2 separate regions of the Sus scrofa genome follow, and region 2 is linked to region 1. Evidence: chromatin contacts called from public HiChIP or PLAC-seq data. All regions are on one chromosome and are shown on one strand. Each heading gives the region's core, a stretch centred on a gene start, on an enhancer-like site or on the middle of the called end of the contact. The rest is flanking DNA. Distances are from core to core; before and after follow the strand shown.

What was found. HiChIP or PLAC-seq counts read pairs in DNA pulled down with a chosen protein or histone mark.
Region 2: a contact with region 1 is called in an H3K27ac HiChIP or PLAC-seq map of alveolar macrophages. The contact joins two enhancer-like sites. A contact is called at or near these places in 2 of 2 datasets of contacts at active chromatin or transcription factors (alveolar macrophages and skeletal muscle).

Annotation. Positions count from the first base shown.
Region 1 is chr8:29,427,593-29,432,440 of Sscrofa11.1, forward strand. All of the region lies in intron 2 of TBC1D1 (TBC1 domain family member 1), which reads left to right. Among named protein-coding and RNA genes, the nearest start is that of TBC1D1, 60 kb to the left of the region's middle. Within about 2 kb of position 2,994, at least 12 of the 83 cell types and tissues checked have an H3K27ac peak or open chromatin away from gene starts, as enhancers often do. A contact at or near this core is called in alveolar macrophages, where this site is marked.
Region 2 is chr8:30,011,581-30,016,428 of Sscrofa11.1, forward strand. All of the region lies in intron 1 of LOC100510918 (a long non-coding RNA gene), which reads right to left. Among named protein-coding and RNA genes, the nearest start is that of KLF3, 11 kb to the right of the region's middle. Within about 2 kb of position 3,006, at least 18 of the 83 cell types and tissues checked have an H3K27ac peak or open chromatin away from gene starts, as enhancers often do. A contact at or near this core is called in alveolar macrophages, where this site is marked.

The DNA of each region.
Region 1 (4,848 bases), core at 1,744-4,243:
CAGATATGTCCTCACAGCCTATACAGTATTTTGTCCAAATAGGTGCTCAATAAATATTTGTGATAAATGGAGGCATTTTCAGCAGATTGTTTTCGTTTGCATTACTTTCACACATTTGAAATCTTCAGATGTCTTTGCCCTGTATCTCCCTTCTGGGTCTTTCCCCCTTGGCCTCATATGGTGTGTTCAGGGGGTAAACTAATTTTAATGTTAATCTAGAGAAAAGGGGAGTACAGTAATGAATTCCCCCAGAGGTCATGCAATGCTGGCCACAGTGACACATGCAGGGTTATTGTTACCTGGTCCTTGGGGTTATCTGTACTGCTGGCTCCCATCCCTCGCCTGCAGGCACAAGCTGACCAAATGGACATTTTTTTTTTTTTTTTTTTTTTTTGTCTTTTGCCTTTTCTTGAACTGCTCCCGTGGCATATGGAGGTTCCCAGGTTTAGGGGTCTAATCGAAGCTCTAGCCACCGGCCTACACCAGAGCCACAGCAACGCGGGATCTGAGCCGAGTCTGCGATCTACACCACAGATCACGGCAACGCCGGATCATTAACGCACTGAGCAAGGCCAGGGATTGAATCCGCAACCTCATGGTTCCTAGTCAGATTTGTTAACCATTTCGCCACAATGGGAACTCCCCAAATGGACATTTTTAAAAAAACTCTTTGGCATGCGGAAGTTCTGGGACCAGGGACTGAACCCACACCACAGCAGCAACCTGAGCCACTGCAGTGATGATGCCGGGCACTTAACCCGCTGAGCCACCAGGGAACTCCCCAGGTGGACATTTAGACTCCCTTCGTGGGTTAGGAGAACTTAAGCAGCTGTTGAGTCTGTGTGATACTCACAGCCACAGCAGCACCATGCAGCAGCCACATCCCTTCCTTTCCAAAGGAAGGGAAGGGGTGAAAACATAGGACCCGCGATACTGTGTGACACTTTTATTCCTCACAACCATTGAAGGAATAAATAACGTCACCATTTTCGAGGAGGAAATTTCTCTCATCACAAGAATGTATAATAAAGGGAGAGAGTTGAGATTCCAATATAGCCTTTCAGGCGCCACGAACTGTGTTTTTTTGTTGTTGTTGTTTTTAAACCCTACACCCCTTTTTGGGAAAAGTTCAGAACAGATTGTTTGATAGTTTTTTCTTCGTCATTACTTTGAAAAGGTCACTTTGGCATTTGATTTACATTTGCTCACAAGCCCCAGATCATTTTCCTCCCCTCCTCCCTTCCTTTTTTGTTCCTTGACTTTGTAAGGCAACAGAGGATAGCTTTGCATGATGTACTGGAGATGCCTTCTTTTGTGGGAAATGCCAGGCAAATAAAAGTATATAAGTCGTCGCTGGTGGAAACCTACACTGGAAAATATGATTTCAGCCATAGTTCTGTGGTGTTTTTTTTTTTAAATGCTATTTTTGCTGATCTCTACTCAGAGCCACGGAAACAGATGGCCACATTGGCTGCGTTTGCTGCTAGCTTTTATGTCCCCTTTTCTCATATACGTTTATGGTGACTAAGTTTACTTTGAAAAACATATGCTAGGAAGGATGACATATTTTTCAGATTGAAGTTGTCTAGGAAAAAAAGCGTACTTGAGAAAGAATCTGTAAAATCAACAAAGCAGATTTACCTCCTAGAAAATCCATTCTCTGATGAGGCCATTTTATCGCCAGACCTTTCTGGCAAGAAATGCCCACTCCCCCACCCCCCACTCCAAGAAATGCCAAACTCCTCAGCTTGGCAGCCTGGGGTCTTGCACATCTGGTCTCAGATGATTTTTCAGACTTTTCCCTCTGATTCCAAGATTGTGTATGCTCTTCTCCAACAAAATAGGAGTGTGGATTTTTGGAGTCACCAAGTCTCTCTTTTTTTGCTCATTGCTCTTTCTTTTACCTGGAGAGTTTTTTTCTTCTTTTACTTAAGAAAAGCACTCATTCCATTTCTCCTAACTCCAATACCACCTCCTCCAGAAAGCTCTTAGGATTGGATTTGCTTTCACACCTCTAGACCTCACCAGTCTATCCTTTTTTTTTTTTTTGGCTTTTTAGGGCTGCACTTGTGGCATATGGAGGTTCCCAGGATAGGGTTCAAATCGGAGCTGCAGCTGCCGGCCTACACCACAGCCAGAGTCACACAGGATCTGAGCTGCGTCTGAGACCTACACCGCAGCTGATGGCAGTGCCAGATCCTTAACCCACTGAGCGAGACCAGGGATTGAACCCACAACCTCATGGTTCCTAGTCAGATTCGTTTCCACTGCGCCAAGGCGGGAACTCCATCTATCCCTTTTTTTAGGACACTTATACTAACTACATCTTTTACTTTATTTCTGCTCCAATTCAGAGAACAATTTCAAAGTTTTTCATTTTTTAAAAATGATGCGATTCCCATTGTAGCTCAGCAGTAGCAAACCCGGGACTAGTATCCATGAGGACCTGGGTTCGATCCCTGTCTTCGCTCAGTGGGTTAAGGATCCAGCATTGTGTTGAGGTGTGGTGTAGGTTACAAACGTGCTTCAGATCCTGCGTTGCTGTGGCTGTGGCGTAGGCCAGCAGCTACAGCTCCGATTCGACCCCTAGCATGGGAACCTCCATATGCTGCAGGTGCGACCCTAAAAATTAAAAATTAATTAATTAATCACTTAATACACCAGGCCCAGTTCATGGCTCTCACCTCCTAGCTAGCTGTCTCCTGTTACAAGTAAGAGTTCTATTAATATCTTTGAATGGCCTTTCATTTTTGAGATGGGTCTTATGCAAAGAAATAGGTGTATTTTTGCAAATGGACTCAAATGCAGACACACATGTGGCAATGAGTCAGAGATTCCTGGAATGCACTAGAGAACAAACATACTGAACTGAAAGAACTCCCTGCAACACTGCCCTCAACTTCTCTCCAGCCCTTAGAAACAGAAGTGACCCTTTGCTGCTGTGAATCAAGAGGCTGGAGGCGGGTTGGCAAATGGATGTGGTCATTACCACACTCCAGTATGTGGTACCCACAGCAGACCTCATCACCTGTGACGACACCGCCAAGCCCAGACAGGGCCTGTGACTCTGTCACCACTAAGTGCTAGATTTCTTCTCCCAACAGATCAGAGTTGGCAAGAGAGAGAAGTCAGGGTGAAAAATATTTGGCACCTTTCAGTTGGAAGAACATTGGGGTGGTACTTGAGTCAAAAATGGAAGACTCGGACTTACTGAAGGTTACTAAGAAGTGAAACTATGTATGCAAAAGTACATTATAAATTAGGAAATGCTAAAAATGCTGCTGGTTTTTTTTATTGGTTGCCCTCCACTTTACCGAAGTGCTTTTGAGCATTTCAAATGCCTGAAGGATGGGCGTTACCTCTATTTTATGATTGTGGAAATAGGGCTTGGATGTTAAATAAACTCGCCCAGGTCTCCAGGCTTGCAGTAAGCTATAGGCTGACACCCCACCCAGCTCTGTCTGACCTTGGCCCGCCCTCTTTGCACGAGGTCGTGTGGCTCCCAGATCATGCTCTGGGCACCTAAGTTAGCTACTACAACAACGATTTCTGCTATAATTAACATTCTACTTAAATATAAAGTGGATCAGGAGTTCCCGTCATGGCGCAGTGGTTAACGAATCCGACTAGGAACCATGAGGTTGCGGGTTCGATCCCTGACCTTGCTCAGTGGGTTACCGATCTGGCGTTGCCGTGAGCTGTGATGTAGGTTGCAGACTCGGCTCGGATCCCGAGTTGCTGTGGCTCTGGCGTAGGCCAGTGGCTACAGCTCCGATTAGACCCCTAGCCTGGGAACCTCCATATGCCACGGGAGCAGCCCAAGAAATAGCAAAAAGACAAAAATAAATAAATAAATAAAGTGGATCATATTCCTTCTAACTCTCCCCAAGCTGTGCCATTCCTACACTGCTTCCTTACTGAGCCTCCTGCTTTGAAGGATGTGTGCACAAGCTTGGCTCCAGCAGAGAAATCAGAAGACAGGAAATAGCAAAGGAGAAAGGAGAAAAGGCCAGGGTCAGGTCAAGAGCTTCCCACGACGTCTCTAGTCTCGCACGAACCAAATAGAAGCCTTGAGGAGGTCCTGGAAGCCAAAGGCGATAATCGAGAGAGATTGATGTGCTGAAGATTAGGAAACACATTTGCAGCTCGGACTGACATTGATTGGACTGACTGATTATCTTAGAATGTCTGCATGCTTAAATAATATTCATGAATTCTCATCTTGCTTCTAATGTCTTATAACTTAAAGCAGCTTTATGCCTACGCCCTGGATTCTGGTAGGTGTCTGATGTCAGTCTCGATCACCTGTGAGGCTTGAGGAGCTGCTCTGGGGTTGGTGAATTCCAGGGTTTAGTGAATTTTCTAGATCAGGGGAAAGCTTTTTTTTTTGGTCTTTTGTCTTTTGTCCTTTTTAGGGCCGTACCTGCGGCATATGGAGGTTCCCAGGCTAGAGGTCGAATCGGAGCTGTAGCTGCCGGCCTACTCCAGAGCCACAGCAACGCCAGATCCGAGCCACATCTGTGATCAACACCACAGCTCATGGCAATGCCGGATCCTTAACCCACTGAGCAAGGCCAGGGCTCAAACCTGCAACCTCATGGTTCCTAGTTGGATTCGTTCCCAATGCTCCACGATGGGAACTCTGGGAGAAAGAATTCTAATGAATTTCTACAAACCAACTTAAAAAAAAAAAAAAAAAAAAGCACAACCCAGTAGAAAAATAGCCTGAGAGGAGCTCCCATCGTGGCTCAGTGGTGAACCAATCTGACTGGCATCCAGGACGACGCAGGTTCGATCCCTGGCCTTGCTCAGTAGGTTGAGGATCTGGCGTTGCTGTGAGCTGTGGTG
Region 2 (4,848 bases), core at 1,756-4,255, 580 kb after region 1:
TTTTTCTTGATCTGATGCAAAGCTTTTAGGAAAAAGGAGTGTGATATTCTTCCATTTGTTTTCTGACCACTTAATCTCGTCTTCATATGACCTTTAAAAAAATCCTGTTGTTATGTTTCTTTTCACTTAACTGGATCCAAGCAATAATGATAAAGATAATTGGAGAAGAGGGCCCTAACCTCATACATAAGTGTGGCTGTCACTGTTTTGACTATTTTAATAAGTGTTTCTCATTGGATTCCCAGTCTAACTTTCTCTCTACTTTTATATGATGTAAGAGGACATTCTGAATGGAATTTTAAATTATAATAGTTTAAATATAATATTTACCTATAATATTTTCCTTGGAAAAAGTAGACTCTAATAATACCATTTTGTGTAATGCTTATATTTTCAGGAATATAACTCAAGAGGAACTAAAGCAAGTGATATGCAATAATGTGTGTATATATAAAAATACACATTAATACTATGTAAATGAGAGTATAGTCATCCTTTTATAGATCAATAATTCAAATGGAAAATAATCATTTCTGTGGTCAAGGAAATTAGTTTTTGGAATAATACAGAAGTGTCTATTAACTATAAAGAGTTCAAAAAGGACTATAAAAAGATAAAGCCCTCAGTAGCTTAGCAACAACTATTGGTGTTCAAGCTAACTAGAAATATAAACTGCATGGGGAGCTGAGAGGAGAGGTAAGTCCACCATGTAAAAGCAATTTTAAAACATTTTTGGAAGATTTCTTTTTAGATTCAAAAAAGAGAACATGAATTACTATGAATTATACACATTTAAAAAAACAATGATACAGGAAAGGTTTTCTTTAAAATAAGCTACACAAACTTTGCCTTCCTTCCTTAGTTTCTAGACTATGGATGAGAAAGATGGCTATCTAGAACGGAAATAACATAACCAACAGTGTTTTAAAAAAAAAGGAGTTCCCGTCGTGGCTCAGTGGCAACAAATCTGACTAGGATCCATGAGAACACAAGTTCGATCCCTGACCCCGCTCAGTGGGTTGAGGATGCGGCGTTGCCGTGAGCTGTGGTGTAGGTCGCAGATGCAGCTCACATCTGGCATTGCTATGGCTATGGCGTAGGCCAGCAGCTATAGCTCCAATTTGATCCCCTAGCCTGGGAACTTCCATGTGCCTGGGATGTGGCCCTAAAAATACACAAATACAAAAAAAAAAAAAAAAAAAAAAGTGTTCCTAGGGAGGATATCAAACACAGTAATCACTGCGTTTGAATTAGACAATCATCTTTGTTGGATCATCTCTACCAAATGGTGTAGATTAAATTAATCTTTTTTTTAAGGACTCTAAATGTACTTTTTCTTTAAGTACAGAAGAAAGTCAAAGGAAATACATTAAGAAATATGAAAAATTTTGTCATCCAAAGGGTACTACTCTTTTAATAGCACCAGCACCTAATCAAAACCTCAAAATACCAAGGACTGGAATTTGGAAAAGGTACTTTCAAATGTAGCAGAATGGGGAACATCTGAACTATTTGGGGCAGGAAACTAAGATCTTAGCAACAGTATCTCTCCTGAAGCATGGTAAATGAATCCGCACCCAAACCTCTCCTATTTCCTCCAGGATCTTGGGAACTTCTTTTTTTTTTACTTTTTATTTTTACAGCTGTGCCTGTGCAGCATATGGAAGCTCCCCAGGTTAAGGGTGAAATTGGAGCTGCAGCTGAGGTCTACATCACAGCCACTGTAACACCAGATCTGGATCTGAGCAGCATCTGCAAACTACACTGCAGCTTGTGGCATTGCTGGGTCCTTAACACACTGATCGAGGCCAGGGATCAAACCACAACCTCACTGAGATGACACTGGTTCCTTAACCTGCTGAGCCACAGTGGGATCTCCAGGAACTTCTTTAAGACACCCTCATCTTCTCAGGACTAAGTGAAATGCAGTGAATCGTATTTGAAAATTTTGCCAAATAAATGAATATATGGGAAAGGAGAAAAATTAGGAATTTGAGGGAAATTCTCATTTTTCAGACATCCAGACATCAGACCTTAAGAGAAATGATTTAGGAGTCCACCATTATTAATTTCTGCTTCTTTTGAACTTCATCTTTCTTATCTCCAGCATAGGAAAGGAAATTGATTAGATAAACTACTCTGTAGCAAAAATTGTAATCAATGAGCTTCGAAAGTGTTTTCCTCTTTTTTTTTGAAAGTAAGTTTTCTCTCCTATGAGGATACTGTGACTACTAGGCAGAATTATTTATTCAGTGGTTCTGATGACTTTTTTTGTGACAGTATTCCAAAAATTGGTTTGTTGCCAGGGGTTGCCCACGGCATTCAGAAGTTCCCAGGCCAGGGATTGAACCTCCGACACAGCTGTAACCAGAACCCCAGCATTGACACACCAGGGTGTTTAACCCATTGAGCCACAAGGGAACTCCCCAAAATTGTTCTAACACTTCTCATAAACCTGCTAAACTTAAGGGGTGCTGGGATTCATGCGGTTCACTAACTCATGGATCCATTTGTAACAATAATAAACAAAATTGAAATGTAAGTCCAAATAGTTCACATACACGGTTGACTAAAATTTAATAAGCTAAAGATTCCACTGATATAAGTAAGCATAAACACAGTTTACCCTATAGATCCCTTTTGTCCCTATCATAACCCAGTAAACTTTAAACAGGCAAAGATCACCGTAAAAGTCCTACACATAGTTCAATGTTCCCCATATTTCCTTATATCCCCTCCTGGAAGTACAGAGTCTTCAAGAAAAGGAGTGGAGGGAGATGGTCATTGGAATACACATTGAGACATACCTTTGAGGTTCACACTAGAAGAAAGCACAGATCAGTGAATTCAAAATTGAATATATGGCGTGCCCCCTTAGGCGTGAGAACATTCATAAAAACAGATATTTAAAAGTAACTAACTGAGGGAAGAAAAACATGGCTAAAAGGGCTGGTAGCTGAGTGGGGGTGGGGATGGGGCGGGGGACAGAGTCAGGGAGACAAACAGGATGCCAGGAGGTGAGAAATAAGGGTGGGGAGTAGTGGCCAATCTCAAGAGGAACTAACAAGGTCTGTTGCTTATAGTTACCCAGAAAACTTGAAGAACAATAACACAAACAAATGCAGCTGAAAGAAACGTGAGGGAAGCTGGATCCTCCTGGCAAAGACCGCACAGCGCCCCTGTATTAAGGGTGCTTGAGGAGGCGAAGGCATCTGCCCCCCTCACCCCTCCATTCGCATCCAGCACAACTGCTGACACTTCTGTTTCCCGTTGAATCAACAGATCCTGGCGAAAGACCACAGGGAGAGGGTGAGTGGACCTTGTGCTCCAGGAAGTATATTTCTATCTCTTGAGAAATAGGAACTTCGGCTCTAGGCAGTCCAGCGTGCTGGGTTTTCTGGGTTGGGGGTTTGGTTTTTGCTTTTTAACTTTTTCTCTTTGGAGTGGCTTTTAAGGTAAATGCATGCTATTTTGAAGAAGAATTTCAGTTCCAAGAACACACACAGGTCCAGCTCTTCAAGCAGCAGGTAAAAAGCCAAAGCATCAGGAGACGGTCGCCCCCTCTCCTGGGCCTCTCCTCCTAAGGTCCCTCCCTTGCCATCCTACCCCCGTCAAAACTCACAGACACAGGACCACACCTCCGGGTCCAGGGTGCTTTCAAGGGGCCACCTTGTCAAACTGAGCTTCAGGTCCTACATTTAATTACACGCAACATGCACATTACTTTCTTAGCTTTTCTTTTTTTTTTTTTAAATACACACTTCTTATTACAAAAGACATATGTGCTCACTAAAGAAAAAAAAACACAGAACAACACTGAAATGAAAAAAAAAAAATCACCCTCATACTTATCACTTGGATTCAACATTATTATGATTTTAATATCACCTGCTGTTAGCAAATCTTTCTGAATTACGAGGGCAGTGAACAATTCTCTACTGTTCATAGTGATCCAAATATAGGCTTTTTTTTTTTTTCTTCTAGACATATTAGCAAACTTCTAAAGCACTTGTGAGTGTAGACAGGCTTGCCAGGTTGGGAAGCAAAGAAATCAAAGCTGAAGTCTTCTTTCCCAGAAAAGTACCAGGAAAACTGGTGCAACTGGGCTCTTACACCGAGGGAGACATTTCATAGGTCACGCTTCAGGGTTTGGGTGCAAGCATGCAACACACTTGGAATGAGCAGAAAAAGGCAGGCGGCAGGGCCACTTCCCTAGAGTGTAATTCACACGCCATCTCTTTGCTGGCTTAGTTCCTGAAGCTGAGAGAGAGAGAGTAGAGCAAGAGATGGTATACATACACATACATGTATGTACATATATATTTGTGTTTCTCCCCATGGTACCAATACCCTAGCTGCTGCCTCCTGCTCTGCACTGTTGGAACTTTCTATGATCATTAATGTCATTGTGTTTAATTATATTATATAATTTCATTATATTTAATTATAATTACATGAGTTATATTTAATGTCATTTTATACACAGTCTTGCACCTCATTGGTTCAGAAACCTTCCATGGTTTCCCAATGTCCGCTGGGAAAAGCGGCAGCTCCTCGGCATTGCCTTTTCCCCCCAGCACGGCCTCAGCTGATGGTTCCTAGCCCGCCTTATGCCACTCCTGAGTGGTTCCAGCCCCCATTGGACCCTGGGCCCCAGGGACCTCTCCAGACTCCGAAATGCAGTGTGGAGCCCCCCTCCCTCCAGCAGGGATGTTCTAGAGCCTCCTCCATGAAGATTTGGGGGGGATTTCCTGACCGATGTGATTTCTTTTGCAAACCTATAAGCTCCCTGAAGATAAGGCCCAAACCACCCAAGAATGCTCACAGTTTTTGAATGAATCGATTTAT